Regions from separate parts of the Sus scrofa genome. Here region 1 is linked to region 2. A link is a contact called in public HiChIP or PLAC-seq data. All regions are on one chromosome and are shown on one strand. Each heading gives the region's core, a stretch centred on a gene start, on an enhancer-like site or on the middle of the called end of the contact. The rest is flanking DNA. Distances are from core to core; before and after follow the strand shown. Region 1 overlaps LOC106508433 (a long non-coding RNA gene). Region 2 overlaps ELL2 (RNA polymerase II elongation factor ELL2).

Region 1 (5,525 bases), core at 926-3,425, 360 kb after region 2:
AACAGGTTTTGAAGTCAGGAATTCCAGCCTGGCTTTATGAAATATCCTTGGATAAGTTATTTAAACTTTCTGATTCTCAGATTTCTCATCTGAAAATTGGAAGTAATCACAATTCTCTGTTTTGTTGGGAGACAAATGAGATGAAAAAATATGCCTATTGTGGTGCTTGGCATACAAATAATTTATTTTATTATTATTGCTGTTCTTAATAGAGGCAAGACTCTATTATACACTTTTGTTTAAAACCTTTGAAGATTTTTTTTTTAATTGAGTTGACTAAATGGATTAACCTAAATGGATTTTTACCCAATTTTTTTGTTTTGTTTTATGTAGATTGAATTAGTGCTATTTTTGTCATCTACTTCAAGTATTAGTATTTTTTTTTTTTTTTTTTTTTTGTCTTTTTAGTGCCACACCCACAGCATATGAAGATTCCTAGGCTAGGGTTCAAATCAGAGCTGTAGCCACTGGCTGAAGCCACAGCCACAGCAACGCCAGATCCTTAACCCATTGAGCAAGGCCAGGAATCGAACGTGCATCTTCATGAATATTAGATTCGTTTCCACTGAGCCACGAGGGGAACTCCTGGTTTCATTTTTATAAGAATACTTAGGGGAGTGGGTTTTTTGGACTTGTGTGAAAGAAACATAGCTACATTGTTTTTCTGCATCCTAATGTTAGCTTATACCTTCACTGTGCTGTTTGGGCTTCTAGCCATCTTTCTAGGGATATATGCAGGGTTGAGAGGCTTATATGGTACCAGAGCACAGGGATGGGAGTGGGCAAATTCTCACTTAGTTATTCATACACATAAGTCACTGCTGGGAACTCTTGGACAAAAATTAGGAAAAACTCTATTCTCTTTGCCAGGTTCTAAGTTAGTTGGCTATTTTCATAAAGCAATGAGTGAAAGTTTCAGGGTTTTAAGAAATAGATATTCATCTGAAGAGTTTTTATAGCAATGCCCCTTTCATTTTACATTCAAAATAAAATTAAATAAAAATCAGATATTATCCATGCTTTTTCTCATTTATTTACTTACAAGGTTTCATTTTTATTTCTTTGGTCTAAGCAAAAGCTTCCCATAGCTACCTGACATCTTGTCTTTGGGAAACAGGCAAAGAGAAATTTATTCAGAGTCAAGTTCAAAAGGCACAACCCACTCACTACTTCCTTTGGTTTTTTTGTGAGTTTTTTTTTTTTTTTTCTTTTTTTAGGTCTGCACCTATGGAGGTTCCCAGGCTAGGGGTCAAATCAGACCTACAGCTGCTGGACTACATCACAGACACAGCAACACAGGATCCGAGCTGTGCCTGCCACCTGCACCAGGGTTCATGACAATGCCAGATCCTTAAACCCACTGAGCAAGGTAGGGATGGAACCAGCAACATCATGGTTACTGGTTGGATTTGTTTCTGCTGCGCCACAATGGGAACTCCCACTACTTCCTTTTGAAAGTGAGGTGCACTGCCTTCCTTTTTTATGTCTGAGATGATTGATGAGGATGACATTTAAATAGGATATTTTCTTTCTTATTTGGGGCAAGCATCTTTTATTCTCTGGTGGAAATAATAACAAAGTAGCAAGTTGTGGTAGCAAGCCTCAAAGACTGTGTCTAATGAGCCATAACTTACAGTATTCTTGACCTGGGATAATCCTCTCCCACAATCAGTAGGCCTGACCTGTGTAACCAGTGGGATCCTAGAACAAATGACAGTGTACAGCTTCTGAAACTTTGTCATAAAAGCCACATTGTGGCTTCTGCCTTGTCTTCTCTTAAATCTCCTTCTGGGGGAAGGCTGCCACCATGTTGAAAGAATCCTCAAGCAGCTCTTTGGAGGAAAGTAATTGGGCCCTTCTGCCAAGAGCCAAGGTAAGTCACTCCCAAATCCTTGACTCACAGAAATTTTATGATAATAAAGAGTCATTATAAATTAAGCCATTAAGTTCTGAAATAATTTGTTATGCAGCAATAGGTAACTAACAAAAAGATATATAAAAATTCTTGTGAATAGATACCAAGACTTCATAATCCCTTGCTTCTTCCTTCCTTTTGTAAAACATACACATTATCTTTTGGACTGGAATGGCTCAGCTTTGTGGTTCTGCACTCTCCATATGATAGTCCATCTTTGTCAAGCCCATTTTTTTCCCCCAGAAGAAAGCATATGTCAGAATGTCAGATGACTCAGAATTTTAGTCAGCTGAGGCAAGACAGTCCAAAATTATCCTGTTTATATTCACATGGCTCTCTCGTTTCAAGTGCACTCTTGGTGGAAGTGGGTAGGTGGGGCTAAGGAATTTTTTTTTTTTTAACTGTTTCTGTGCCAGTTTTATCGGGGGAAGGGAGTAAGTATGGGATATTCTAAGCTTTCCATATTCTCATCTGTTTAGGTCCATCACAGTTATGCCTTCTTCCCAGGAATCATGCCATAGTGTCATTGTTATAGAATCTTCCAAAATATCTACTGTTATCATCAACTAGGGGACTTGCTTCTAGTGTTTTTTATGTGTGTGTGTGTGTGAGAGATGGGGGTGGTGAATAGAAGTGATCAATGTAGAATCTTCTTGTTTCTTCCAATATTTTGCCTCTACACTAGATATTTTCTTTTCTTTTTTTTCTTTGTCTTTTTGTCTTTTCTAGGGCATATGGAGGTTCCCAGGGTAGGGGTCAAATCGGAGCTGTAGCCGCCAGCCTACACCACAGCCACAGCAACGCCGGATCCTTAACCCATTGAACGAGGCCAGGCTTCAAACCTTCAACCTCATGGTTCCTAGTTGGATTTGTTAACCACTGAGCCATGGCAGGAACTCCAACACTAGATATTTTCTATTTAAATTTTTAAGCATTTGAAAACCAAAACCAGACTCTTACACTTTTCTGCTTTTTGCCTTGTTTCACCCCTCCTCTTAGGTATCTTCTCTGTTTGAATGAAGTGAGGGGAAGAAGGAAACACTGGGAGAAAAACAGGAACATATATTAATATTTTAAAAATAGGGGAGTTCCCATTATGGCTCAGTGGATTAAGAACCCACATAGTGTCCATGAGGATGTGGATTCAATCCCTGGCCTCGCTCAGTGGGTTAAGTATCTGGTATTGCTGCAAGCTGCAGCAGTTTGCAGATGTGGCTTGGATCCATTGTTGCCATGCCTGTGGAGTAGGCCTGCAATTTGCAGATCTGACTTGACCCATAGCCCAATAATTTGCACATGCCACAGGTGCGGCTGTGAAAAAAAAAAAAATTTCAAAAATATTCCAATACATTTGCAATAGTTAAAACAGGGGTTTCAAATTTTATCTGGATATTACTTTAAAATTAATGTGAATAGAAGTTATCTGAAGGTGGGAATAGACATTGAGTATGAAATTTAAGGAAAGCTTTGAGACTTCTGTGGGTCCTAGGTGTTTTGGAAAAACTTGAAACATCCATTCTTAGGACACCCCCCACTTCCCCATCAATTAAAAAGTTTTACAGTAGTGTAATTTAGATACAATTTTTAATATTGTAATAACTATTGAACTCCTTTAAACTTTCCACAAATTTAGGCAAGCTAGTTCTCATTGCTATTGTTGAATATGCAGACTAGTGATTTTACTCATAAGTATCATCTAGTGAGTTGCTAAAAATGCTCAAGCTCCACTCCCATGATTCTGATTCAGACCAAATAGCCTCTCTTTCATTTAAGGGTATGGTCATTTTTATCCCTCAAAATACTTATTTACTTACTGACCAAAATATTAATGTTCTCATAAGTTGATTATGTTAAATTTAACCTTAATAACAAAGGCAGGAGAAAATTATGGTTATTAACTGGAGAATTTTGTCTTTTAGTAGATGGTACAGCACTAAATAATTTGCAAATTACTAATAGAAGTCAGCACAGAGAAAGTGGAGTCAAGGAGTGGTAGAGACACACGGGATTCTGATGATGAGCTAGTCACCTGAAGCCAGTATACTCCTGGACTATTCAGTTATGTGAAACAATAAATTTCCTTTTTTGACTAAGCCAGTTTGATTTGGGTTGTCTGACATCTCAAACTGAGTCTCTACTGATGGAATTCTCCACAAATTGGATAATTGGTTGTTGAATAAAAGCTTGAATGAATGATTAAAGTATACCAGGGCAGGTAACCAGAGGAACAAATGGTATCCAACCCCTCCTGACATTTTTCTTTGGCTGGGAGACATCTCTGTCTGCTGCACAATTCCAGAGGTCATTGGTCACAGGGAATAAATATATAGGCATATGACCTCCTATTGGTCTTCACGTTATTGTGCCTAACAGATATCATGTTTCTTACATACTGAAGGTTTATGGCAACCCTGCATTGTCAGATGGTGGTTACCATTTTTTAGCAATAAAGTATTTTGAAAATCAAAGTATGTACATTTTAAGAGATATAATGCTATTGCACACTTACTAGGCTACAGTATAGTGTAAGCATAAGTTTTATATACTCTAAGACACCAAAAAAAAAAAAAAGCAAAAAACAAAACAAAACAAAAAAACAAACCCAGTTTATGTGACTTGCTTTATTGCATATTCACTTTATTGCAGTATTCAGGAATCAAACCCACAATATCTCTAAGGGACACCTGTTATATGAATGCTCCTCAGGAGGTGGGCAAAAGGTAGCCTTGAGGAAAGGTGATTGAGGGGTAAGAGAGAGAGTCTGTGGTTCTTAGTTCTTGAACATTTGACCTTGGAGTCCCATTTTCCAGAAGTGGACAGGCTCAGTTCTTTAGATTCCCAGGTGTTCTGGATCCATTACTCTTCCGAGGTTCCATCCAGTTACTTCTTCTTCTTCCAGAGAACTCCAGAAGCATTAAATTTGGCCAAGCTGAAATAGAATTTAGAATTTCTTAAGCCTGGGCATCATTACCATATACTTTATGCATAATTTAAGTGAATGTCAGATTATTTTTATTTTAAGTTTTATTCTATTAAAATACCCACTTTACTGAGTCAAGTCATAGTGACTCAGTCTTCATACTGCACTGTTCTATAAGATGTTCAACTGGCTACAGCTTTAAAAATTGGAGAACAGACTTGTGGTTGCCAAGGGGGCGGGGGAGGGAGTGGGATGGACTGGGAGTTGGGGTTAGTATATGCAAACTATTGCATTTGGAGTGGATAAGCAATGAGATCCTGCTGTATAGCACAGGGAACTATATATAGTCACTTGTGATAGAACATGTTGGAGGATAATGTGAGAAAAAGAATATATATTTTATATATATGTGATTGGATCACTGTGCTGTACAGCAGAAATTGACAGAACATTGTAAATCAACTGTAATAGAAAAAATTAAAATCTTAAAAAAATTAGAGAATTCTTGCTCTGTATTTATGCATTGACTTAGGTTATGTCTTTCCTACTTTTTGTTTGTTTCATTTCTGTATCTAGCTCCTTTGTATACTTACTCACGAGTGGTTTGAAGAGACCTACGAAAGAAATCCAGGAGAAGAAAACTGGCCTCTTGTTCATGTTTTAAATTTAGCAATATGCTTCTTCAACATA
Region 2 (5,949 bases), core at 606-3,105:
TTACTTTTATAAGGTTTTTAGCCTAAAAAGAATTTAAGAACAATTTAATTTCATATTCTTGTTCCTTTTCCAGTTTAAATTACAATTCAAGAATGGTTACAAAAATATACCTTCCCTGTAAATTCTCCAGATTATGTAATATATGGAGCTAACAAGCAAACCAGTCAAGGGTGGGGTCAGGAAAGAAAACTTTTGAAAAGATTCTAATTAGATAAAATCTTATTGTAGAATATAGGAACTTTGTAAACACATCCACTGCATTGCTGTACTTACTGAATCAAAGATGCCAGCAAGGGTACTTTGTGATTTTATGTACCACTGTATAATATAAAATGCTGACAAACTATGACATAATACTAAGATGCTGTTGATAATGAGATTCATCTCATTCCTAAAGATGTTAAAAGAAGAAAACATGAAAACTTGGAATCAATGACATAATAGTAATTTGTTGTTGTTGTGTTAAATATTGTTTGAAATAAGATCTAGGGTTTGCACATATTCTGCTAAATTTTTTTTTTCCTGCTTTAAACTTTGACTTTTCTTTTAATAAGAATAGGGTCTTGCACATAGAAAGAGGTCAAAAGATATTTAAATAATGCTTGTGGTTCAAATTTAGGGGTGAGTTAGTTTTAAGAACCACAGGTGTTATAGAATGGTTAAAGATCACTATTTTCCAGGCTTAAATAAATGAATATTATTAAAGTGACAATTAAGTATCAAAAATTACACTAAACTGTCTTCTCAAAAAAATTAAAAAGTGACAATGTCTATAACAGATAACTGAATGTTAAAAGCTTCAGTTTTGGGTGGGAAAACAAAAAGGCGAAGTCTTCAGTGGCAGATTTTATTGATGGATGGTTTCAAGAACAAGAGCTGGTATTTCAAGGTCCTATTTACCTTTGTCTACACACTGTCTACCGTGGTCCTGGTACACAGCAAATATTCATTAATGCTTGTTGAATGAAGAAAGGAAGCTTAACTGACTGCTAAGAATGTAATCTGTAGTATTTATAGCAAGTTCAGATTTCAATCATAGTTCCAAGAGCTGCTTTCCAAAGTGACTGCAGTTGGGTGAAGGACAGAGCAGGATGGTTTTGTCTTCAACTCCTTTGTGATCATGTGTTTTGAGAGGCTTGTCCTGCTGTAGCCCACACTGAAGCCTTTGCAGTGTACTATGAAATAGTTTCCTCAGCCACCAGAAAAACACAAGTTTCCCTCCCACCCTCACCATTTTGCACTCTTGAGGGCCAGGGGTAGGCCAGACCTACTTTATGTCACCAGTAGCTGTAGTGGTACCTGGCCATGATATGAATTTAGCTTTTTGTTTTCCTGATTTAGAAACCCCCACAGGTAGTTCTTTTTCAGAAACGAAAGGAGAGCAGAGGTGTGTAGCAACATAAAATAGAGAAGTTGGTCAATTTACAATAGCTTCAAACTATGATTCAATTACTATTTGAGATAATAGCAGTTTCCAGAATGTGAGTCCATATCCCTGGCCAAATATGACACTTCACAAATATATATATGTGTGTGTGTGTGTATAATTATGGAAGTTATATACTACATATCATACATAAAATTTTATAATACAAGCTTTGATATATATCAAAGTTAAATATTTCTTTCAAATTGGGCAATTTACTATTGAATACCTTACTATTCATGTGGTTAAAAGATTAGAATTCAATGCAAATATCAAAATGTTATCTACATATGCCAACCAGTAGAATATTGGAAAAGTTAAAACAGAACTGCCATTACAAAAGTATTTAACACCCTTCTAGTATTAACTACATTCAGAGCTGAGTGTATAAAAGTAGCTGTTAGTCAGCAACCTTTGAGCAGACTGACTAAACACAACCATTGGCAAAACCAGTGGATTAGCCAAACCAAAAACAGCAGGGGAAAGCAGAGTGCAGGCATATCATCTAAGAAGGAATGGCAGTGTTGGGGATTTATTTTTATCTCCAATGCTGTTTCAAGCTGATAGTTATCTTTGCTTCCCAGGTATCAAGTAGATTAGAGAAGGGTAGTCTGCGGGAAGTATTTGTAGGTGAGTTGAAATTGCCTACTAATTTCAAATACTGTATAATTTAGTATTTCAATCCCAGTCTTCTCCCCAGCCCCCACCCAAAGAAAAATGAATAATTAACAAAATATTTCTGAATGCTTTGCTAAGTTTGGAAGTTAAGGAAAAAAAGAAAAAAAGAAAAATCCAGCTCTCTCTCCTTTAGAGTTGATGTATCTACTGCCAACATTTTATAATATTATTTCAGACTTTAAAGTTAGTTAAATGCTGATTTCATTTTCAGAAGGTCACTGTGCCTTTTTGGAAGGCATACATTTAAAACTTGTTTGGCTGGCTGTTCCTTGCTCATTCTTGGAAAAGGGTGTGACTCAGTATTTTACAGGAGACACGACATGGTACTTATAGAAAATATTTTCTATTTTCAGTCTTCATTTTAAGGTTAACTTCTAAATTACATATGCAAAATGAACTTCTATTTTCTAAAGCCTCTTGGATGGCTGAGTCTGAAGTAATTGCTATTCAATTAGAATTTTGGAACAACATTCTCATAACAAATATTGAGTTAATAATACTGAAGTCTGGAAACCTATTTACTGTGACAAAGTTAACATTATTTCTCACTGCCCTGGGACAATCATTCCCTGGACATGAGTCCCTGAAGTCCCAGCCAAGTCTACTTTGCAAGCCCACCACAGGCCAACAGATGTGGCCATTATTTGCTATTGAAAACCTTGCCACATCAGATTTTATGTGAATTATAATCATACCACATATCTACCTTTTTGTGTAGCCTTCTGTAATTTTACATGCCTATGTCCAGGATATATTTTGCCTCTACTGAAACCTTTGTTTAAAAAGCTGATTTATATCAAGCAGAAAAACATAAGCCTTGATCCTGAGAGTCCCCTGTTTCCATGGATGTTCTGAGAGGAGGGGTCTGGATAAGTCCTACATTATTATTTCTTTCCTGAGTATTAGTCTATACGTGTTTGTCAGATTTGGAGCTCTCTGAGGGCAGAGCCCATATCTTACTGTCCCCATGTCTTTGCACACTAAGCACTCAGCAAAGTACTTGGCACCAATAAAGGCTGAAAGAATGTTTATGTAACAAGTAAGAAACAGAACAATAAACCTATTAGCACATCTACTGGTTAGGTATCTGTTTATAGTTTATTGAATAATTATGTTAGTAGATAATTACATCAATAACAGCTGCCATGACTGAAAATACTGAGTTAACTTGCTTCCAGCACCTTCTCCTTTCAGAACTGTGCAGTACAGTGGGGAAATTTTTCCCTGGTAGTGTCAGGACCTAGACAGTAGTTACAGCTCTGTCTCCATCAGAGCTGTGTGTCTTTAGACAGGAAACTTTCAACAAACATAAAAATACACAGTAATTAGCTTTTTAAAACTTTACTGGAGTACACATTTGTGGAAATTTTTCACCTGCCACATTCTCAGTACCCAGTTAGAATATAAGAGACAGAACTAACCTGATTTGTATAAAGTGTACTTGACAATAAACATGCAGCTTTTGGAAACCAGGTGTATTATACCAATATACCCCTCTGAATGCTATGACTTGAGCACCTCAACACTGTAGCCATGTGAATCTTACCAGAGACTTTTTCTATTCAATTGGAATGGTTTATAAAAATGTATAATCCTAGGAAAACTTTAGTTATGAGTATCCTAGGTATGGATTAGAGGACTGTGAGGTAACTGGTTGAGCCATACTCTTCAAATTCAACATGGTAAGAGTTCCCATCATGACACAGCGGAAACGAATCTGACTAGGAACCATGAGGTTGTGGGTTCAATCCCTGGCCTTGATCAGTGGATTAAGGATCTGGCGTTGCCATGATTTGTGGTGTAGGTCACAGATGCGGCTCAGAACGGGCGTTCACCGTGGCTATGGCATAGGCCGGCAGCTGTATCTCTGATTAGACCCCTAGGCTGGGAACCTCCATAGGCAGGTTTGGTCCTAAAAAGCAAAAAATAAAAAAATTCAATAAGGTTGGAGTTTCCTTGTGGCACAGTGGGTTAATAAGGCTATGGTGTTGTCACTGCAGCGGCGTGGGTCCCTGCTGTGGCATGGGTTCAATCCCTGGCCTAGGGAACTTCCACATGCTGCAGGCATAGACCCAAAAAATAAATAAATAATAGTTCAACAAGGTATCTTTGGCTGATTTCGTCAGCTTCTGATATTCATGGTTTAGAAAACACAATCAACAGTTCCCATAGATATGTCAATGACCATTCAATTTCCTAAGTACCCTCTCTTCCACTAAGAGTCAGATGAAGTGTGAAAGACCAATCTTGCATTATTTTATAAAAGCTGCTGCCCAAACTGTGATAAAAATTCAGATAGTCAATGATTCTCAGAATTTTTACTCTTTTATAGCATATTGTTATACTTTTGTTCAATATTCCAGTCTGCATTTTTTTTTTTTTTAAGAAGAAAATGTCAAAGATGTTTGGGCACAAAAGTGGATACGCTTAAAAGCTAACCTGCCAAGACCCAAATTCTGACCTTCTAAAGACATTACTGAGGGGAAAAAAAATCTTATAATTAGTAACAAGGAACAGCATAACCATGCAGTGCTTGGCATCAGAGAAGCTGGAAATAATCTTAACAATGAATGTTCACTTTTAAAATGGTATTTTAATAATACTTCAGTTATATTTCAAATATGCCTACTCAGGATACTATCATGATAGTTAATCACATTTGATGTAAATTTGATATATTTGCGAAATTCTTTCTAGGAAAACTTTTTCAAAGTGCCTGAAATATTGTATTAAAAGACAACTAAAATTTCTCATTAAGAAAAACTATCCTTTGGGAAACCTTAATTTAAACCTTCCAATTTAGAGTCCTAAAAAATTTCCATATATGAAAGCTGTCAGTATACATCTTCAGAGTTTCCAATGCCATTGGCATAGGCAATGTTAAATTATCGTGGCTCTCAAGAAAAACAGAAGAACACTGTACAGAAGACCCTCACATTTGTGGCTCTGTGTATTCCCTGTGGGCTGTGCCAACCCACTCTCTCCCCTGTAATGACTCTTTGTTTTTACTAAGTCCCAAAGGGCTGGTGAGAGCTCTGCAAAGAGAAGTGGGGGGGGAGGGGTGGATGGAATGCAGCTGCAGACTCAGAAACAATGCTGAGTCCATATATTTTGTTCCCAGTTAGAATAATAAAAAGGGGACTGCGGTGGGGGGTGGAGGGATGGAGGAGACAGAACCCAGAAAAAGCAAGGTAGGGCCAAGTATCCCTTAGCTCTCAGGCTTCAGCACTCCCTCCGCCACACTCATACTCTACCAAGTCTGACAACCACTCATTTGGTTAAAAAGCTTATCTGTTAAAATTCAAACACCGGATTATGATTTAAACCTATCAGTCATTTATATCTAAATTTCTTTATCAGTGAACAATACTCTGGCAAGAGAGAATGGAGCTTGCAAAGATAAACCAAAGAAGCTTAGATAGATGAGGGAGCAAAGTTTGGGGGAGGTAGATTTCAGAAAAGGAGGTCCAAAGTTTCAAATAGAAACTGCTAGCTTTTCAATGGTGCCTACAGTGCCTAGGGCCTGAGGGCAACTGCTGTGCCAGAGAAAACCATATTCCTCTGAGTCTGCTAAAAGCAGCATGTGTTTGAATCAAGAGCTTGGAAGCCTGCACATATTGGTTCCTCATTACTCAGTCTAAACTGGTGCCTAAAATCATGTCCTTCACTGGTATGTCTCTGGCCTACAGGTCCCAACTGGGAGAATGAGAGAATTAAGGGAAGAAGCAGACATTGAGCAAAGGGGTCAGCTGCTTGCTTAGGAGGGAAAAGAAGCTCAAACACTACTCTCCTTTCCTAGGTACTGCCCTCTCTTCCCAGATAAACCTTTGCTGATAATGGGTAGC

What was found. HiChIP or PLAC-seq counts read pairs in DNA pulled down with a chosen protein or histone mark.
Region 1: an H3K27ac HiChIP or PLAC-seq map of alveolar macrophages shows a contact between it and region 2. The contact joins two enhancer-like sites. A contact is called at or near these places in 1 of 47 Hi-C or Micro-C datasets (epiblast stem cells) and 1 of 2 datasets of contacts at active chromatin or transcription factors (alveolar macrophages).

The regions. Positions count from the first base shown.
Region 1 is chr2:102,922,921-102,928,445 of Sscrofa11.1, forward strand. All of the region lies in intron 6 of LOC106508433 (a long non-coding RNA gene), which reads left to right. Among named protein-coding and RNA genes, the nearest start is that of PCSK1, 130 kb to the right of the region's middle. Within about 2 kb of position 2,176, at least 2 of the 83 cell types and tissues checked have an H3K27ac peak or open chromatin away from gene starts, as enhancers often do. A contact at or near this core is called in alveolar macrophages, where this site is marked.
Region 2 is chr2:102,566,541-102,572,489 of Sscrofa11.1, forward strand. All of the region lies in intron 2 of ELL2 (RNA polymerase II elongation factor ELL2), which reads right to left. Among named protein-coding and RNA genes, the nearest start is that of ELL2, 22 kb to the right of the region's middle. Within about 2 kb of position 1,856, at least 10 of the 83 cell types and tissues checked have an H3K27ac peak or open chromatin away from gene starts, as enhancers often do. A contact at or near this core is called in alveolar macrophages, where this site is marked.